Linked DNA regions of Cricetulus griseus: region 1 is linked to region 2. The links are chromatin contacts, called in public Hi-C maps. All regions are on one chromosome and are shown on one strand. Each heading gives the region's core, a stretch centred on a gene start, on an enhancer-like site or on the middle of the called end of the contact. The rest is flanking DNA. Distances are from core to core; before and after follow the strand shown. Region 1 has its middle 21 kb from the start of Slc36a4. Region 2 holds the start of Cep295 (centrosomal protein of 295 kDa).

What was found. A called contact is a pair of places that touch in the nucleus more often than the background predicts.
Region 1: a contact with region 2 is called in a Hi-C map of the CHO-S cell line, with 12 times the contacts expected there. The contact joins the enhancer-like site here to the promoter of Cep295 in region 2. A contact is called at or near these places in 6 of 8 Hi-C or Micro-C datasets (the CHK-Q cell line, the CHL-YN cell line, the CHO-K1 cell line and 2 more).

Annotation. Positions count from the first base shown.
Region 1 is chr4:129,159,109-129,161,808 of CriGri-PICRH-1.0, reverse strand. No RefSeq gene overlaps it. Among named protein-coding and RNA genes, the nearest start is that of Slc36a4, 21 kb to the left of the region's middle. Within about 2 kb of position 1,443, at least 1 of the 6 cell types and tissues checked has open chromatin away from gene starts, as enhancers often do. A contact at or near this core is called in the CHO-K1 cell line, where this site is marked.
Region 2 is chr4:128,864,791-128,867,496 of CriGri-PICRH-1.0, reverse strand. It overlaps Cep295 (centrosomal protein of 295 kDa), which reads left to right and starts at 1,282. Exons shown (of 29, transcript XM_027410840.2): 1 at 1,282-1,438. The coding sequence starts at 1,321. It overlaps LOC100755978 (heat shock protein HSP 90-alpha-like), which reads right to left and starts at 1,305. Exons shown (of 5, transcript XM_035444197.1): 1 at 1,250-1,305; 2 at 482-603. The coding sequence starts at 1,305.

The DNA of each region.
Region 1 (2,700 bases), core at 194-2,693, 290 kb before region 2:
TATACGTGTCTACATATATTAGTTTCCGTTTCTTTGAAATGATTATTTCAATCTGTCACTTGTCACTCTAGGCTACTATTAAAGTCTTCCTCTTTCATTTATTCTATGTGTATGAGTATTTGCCTGAATATATGTATGCATACAACGTGTGTGTGTGGTACCCTCAGAAGTCTAAAGAAGGCTTTGGATCCGCTGGAGCTGGAGATACAGCTGGTTGTGAGCTGACACATGGGTGCTGAGAACTGAACCCGGGTCCTCTGCAAGACCAAGTCCTTTAACAGTTGAGCCTTCAATCTAGCCCCCAAAAAGTCCTTTCCTAATCCCTCATTCTAGAAAATATACCTCCTTAATTTTCACAACAGGAAGCTCCCTTTCTGGAAATCTAAACTTACTTGATGGATCCTCAAATCCACAAAAAGTACTTTGTAAGTTACTACACCCACGTTACTTCCAACACAGTATTCCTGTGCCTCCCTTTGCTTTTATGCTGGAGTGTGCACCCTTGCAGATACATGGAGTTTAGGGGTAGTGTGTGACATGTATACAGATCTGGCATGCACCACAGGACATGCCTTGATTTCAACAGTCCCAACAGATAGGTCTGGCTATTGATATTTATTTTGTAGATGACAAACAGAAAGTTCAGAGAGGTAAGCCACCATTGGGGTCAAGTATCAGAAGTCAGAATGACTGGATTACAGTCCAAGTTTTCTAGGTGCTGGCTCCCTGGGGGGCCCAGCAGTGGACAGGGCTGACCAAAAGACCTGTGAGGAGGGGCTCAGTGAAAGAGCTCCTCATTTTCTCCTGGGAGTGATAACCAGGATGTACCAGAATGCAAAGTCCCTGAAGGGGAGAGGACACTGAAGAGGGAGTATTAGCCTCCGCTTAAGGCTGCTGAGCCTTCCTGTGATCAGTGGGAGGAATGGGCCAGTGGGAGTCCAAGAGAAGTCAGCCAGGGGAGAAATGCAACGTGACACCTTTGTATGTCCGCTTTTCTAACCTGTAGTGTGTGTGCACATCCACCAGGAGACTCTCTGTCCTTGCCTTGTAATGAGGCTGGGAGAGCCTGAGGAAGGGCCCCTGGGTGGTGGGCGGGCCTTGGTTTTCCACAGAGTCATTTCTGTCTTCAGCAGGAAGCCACGATTCCAAGCAGTTATGGGTCACAAGGGTCCTAATCCTGACAGTAGCCAGACTGTCCTCATGGTGGCAGTGCAGCCTTAACTAACAGGCCTGCAAGCAGCTGAAAGTGGCCCTGCTGAAGTAAATCCCAGGCCAGACTGGGCCTGCTGCTGGTGAACTCTGGTGTTTCTGCAGGACTCTTCTCCCTCTTCAGTCAGTTACTCATCTGTTTCTGTGCCATTTTAAAACCCACGTACAGGGGGATGCGAAGACTTATCTTTGCTTTTAATAATCTACATTCTGCCCCAACACCGGGGATCTAAATGCTGAGTGAGAGATGTGTCACTGTGGTTGGTGCTGGCCACAGCAGTGGTGGGGGTGAGGGACATGTCAGACAGGATGAAGTCCTTCACATCACATCTTAAACATGTTTTCAATCTGAAATGCCAGCTCTGGCCCCAGGCTGTGTGGCCCTGTTCTGGGACTCCTCAGATCCCTGTATTTCTCTGTTGTGTTGTTGTGTTGTTATTCCTTTATTGGCTTTTTTTTTTTTTTTTTTTTTTTTTTTTTTTTTTTTTTTTTGGTTTTGGAGTCTATCCTGGCACTCGCTCTGGAGACCAGGCTGACCTCGAACTCACAGAGATCTGCCTGCCTCTGCCTCCCGAGTGCTGGGATTAAAGGTGCGCGCCACCAACACCCGGACCCTTTATTGGCTTTTTTCTTTCCTGTTGCATGTAACAAGCTACTCAAGCAGCAGGTGCTTCTGTCCAGTCCCTCATCACATCCCCAGCATCCATCGTTAAAGTCTGGCTTACCACAGGAGATTGGTGAATGCTGCAGAATGAGGGAGAATGGGGGTTTGCATGACGTCTCCACACAAACACAAAACAGATTATGTCCGCATTTTTCTAAACCAAAGAAAAACCTCTGTTTCCCAAGATTAGTTGTTATCATCTACCCTCAGCTCTAAATCTCCTTTCATTCTTAGGGGCCATGCCACGACAGTAGGCACATCTGGGCGAGTGGTAAGGAGAGGCCCACAGCCCTTCCCCCTTCCCACTGTCTCCTGTACACCGGGCTGGACTCTGGTCTTTTGACTGCCAGACTATAGCAGCACCTGTCACCAGCATCCCATCTCACACCTGCCCACTTACTGCACTGCTCACAAGGAGCACCTCAGTGCTAAGTGAGGCCAAACACACAAGTACCCTGCCCTCCTACAAGTGGGTCCCTCCTGGCTTAGTAGATCTCAGCACCCAAGCACCTCTGTGGTGCTTGTATGGGAAAGGGGGGGGGATATTTCCTAATGAACACTGATTGATTAGCAGCTTCAGAGAAAAAAGCTTCAATTAAGTCTCACAAGCTCTTCCTCTCACTTAATAAATGGATATGTGTCTTTTCAGAGCAAGTTTTCCAAGGTATCTGATTGTTTCTGTCTTCAGGAAACTAAACTGAAAGTCAATATGAATCTGTTATTTAGAAACCCAGAACTTATTTTGAGTCTCAGAAAATGGTCATATACCACATAATGACATTTTAATCCACAGCAACCAATGGATTGTGTTCCCTAGCCATTATAAT
Region 2 (2,706 bases), core at 33-2,532:
GGACATTGTTGGAATTCCCTCTTTGTGCTCCCCATTGTGTGTCAGACTTGTGCTTTCAGATCAGCTTGTGTAGAGTCACTTGATGAAGAATTTACACAGCGAGGCTCCAGATTCATACCCCAGCATAAACTTAGGAATGTGTTCATTTTTGCTGGTTCCAGTAAGAACAATTACTACAAAATACCGTTGGCCCAGTTTAGGACATGTACCCATGCATGGGCCAGTCACATAGGCAAGAGAGAGGATGGCAATTGTCCTTTCTTGATCATACTTCTGTGACCTGAGGGGCTGGATCTATATCAAAGGGCAAAGTTTTAAACAAGAAAGAAAACACTCTAACAGAAGACCTTATAGTTTTTGAGAATGTGCAAAGTGCCTTCACATGATTATTAACTTTGAGTGTCCCGTGGACTCAGGGACGAGGGCAAGTCAAGTATTACTAAGGATTAAGATGCCCACAAAGAATTTCCTCCTAACTTGCATTTGGGCTGGCCCTGACACTTAGCCAGTAAAATGCGGCAAATTTTACAATTCCTCAGCTTCCCTGCAAAAGCACTCAGCAGCCTCACTCTTTCCCCGGAGAATGCTCTCTTAGGACATTCCCTGTGAAAACACAGGGAACAAGCAGTGAGACAGATGTCTGGTCCCCATGGCAAAGGAACAGGGAGCCAGGCACTCCACTGAACACTTCCAGCAGAACCCTTCGCTTAGGAAACAGATGCCAGGTGAAAAGAACACGCCACTTTGGACATTCCAGGGTGGCTTGGTCTACAACAATAAAGGTCTAAAGTAAACTACGACTCCAGGGGTTTAGGGTCCAGGCTAGCATGTAATAAGTAAGAGTCGCGATGTGCAGCCTGACGCTCTCTCAGCCTACTGCGCTTGCTCTGATTCCTCCTGGTTTCCCATTAAAAACGGAGCACGTCTCAATCCCCAGTTTCCACTTGGGAAATGTTCTTTCCAAGACGTCAGCCTGGTAAAGCACAACATTTGTCCAATCAGCAGGTCAACAGTGCCAGGCAACTGAACCAAACGCGCCTCAAGAACAAGAAGGACTGATGTCCCCTTTCATGGCCCGCCAGAGAGCTTCCCTTTCCCACATCTCTGCTTTCGGGTCTGTGACACAGCGCCAGACCGTAGTTGTGAGAAATAATGGGCCACGGCGCAAAACTGCGCGTGCGCGCATGTAGGCAGGGCTACGCGTGCGCGGGACCACACGTGGGCGGGGTCTCGGCACGGCGAGGCCTACCCGGCGGCCCCGGCGGAGGCGGGAGCAAGGTGCTTCCCGCCGTCCGCTCCCGCCATTGGCGGGCCGTTTGAATGGCGGAAGTGACGAGAACCTGGCGATGGTCGTCCCGCAGGGGCCCAAACGGCTGCTGGGTAGCAGGCCGCCTGTGGACGCCCGTGTGCCGTGAGGTCCAACTGCACACGCTGCCAGGTGAGTGACGGAGGCCCGCCGGGGTTCTCCCCGCAGGCCGCGAGCAGGCGGGCGAGCCTTCCGGCCCTTTAAACCTCCCGAGGCGGGTCCTGCAGAGAGCGTGGCGCTTCTGTGCAATCCGACCCCCGGAGACTCCTGTCACAGTGGGCTTTGAAAAAATGGCAGTCTCAGCCGGGAGTGTTGGTTCACCCAGAGATCCCAGCACTCTTTCGGGAGGTATTAGTGCCTCGAGTTCAAGGCTAACCTATGCGACAAGAAACTACGGTACCGAATGCTTGTTAGTCTATTATTATTATTATTATTATTATTATTATTATTATTATTATTATAATGTGTTCGGCGGTTTCGCAGCAATTAAGCCACACTTAGTACAACCCCGTGTGGTGGGTATTACTACCGTTACAAGGAGTAAAGAAACGGGACCCAAGGGATTTCAGACTTGGCTACTGCCTTCTGCTAGTGAATGGCAGTGTTGGCTTTTGCATCCACGTCGGTTAAGTCTAGTGTTAATGTTGTGATTACTGCGTGTCAGATACTACTGCTTAATTATCGCAATGAAATATATCAGGGTAAGTCCTATTGTATCTATTATTGCACAGTTACAAAGCATAGAACTTGGAAATCCACACGGATAGAAATGACTTGTGAATAAACCAGACAACAGGATTCTACTTGATAACTGTAGAAGGAATAATTTTCTCCTATGGGAAACAATTTGCAATATTCCTCCCTTGGATCCCCAGCCATCCTTTAGAGTTTGCTTTTTTTTTTTTTTTAAGAATATCAATGGGATGTATTGGAAAAGGTTTTCAACTCAAGCAATTACTCCTGTTTGACATCAGAGCCCTCTTGTATATAACCATGACTTGGTCTGCCCATGTAGTACTGTACTAAGTCACTGTCTAATTCAGTCCACCCTAAATTATCTATAAAGTGCAAGACAGCTTTTTTAGACAGAAACATAAGGTGATGAATACAACCACCCTTGTCCTGGCCACACTTGTGATGGAGAATTTGATGAAAAAAGTATTGGTTCCTACCAGGTTACCCAAGCACTTCATCAAAACAGTATTTTTAAGTTATTATATTTACTTGAGTATTGAGAATTTAAACAAAACTATAGCTACAAAAGACAAATAGTAATTAGTGAAAAGTAAAGGACAAGCCATCCCTTTATGAAAATGCATATAGATAGTCTATATTCTAGGTAAGATGAGTGAGTAAAGTAGAAGGGGCTAAGCTTAAACTAGCTTCACAGAGCTGCAAAT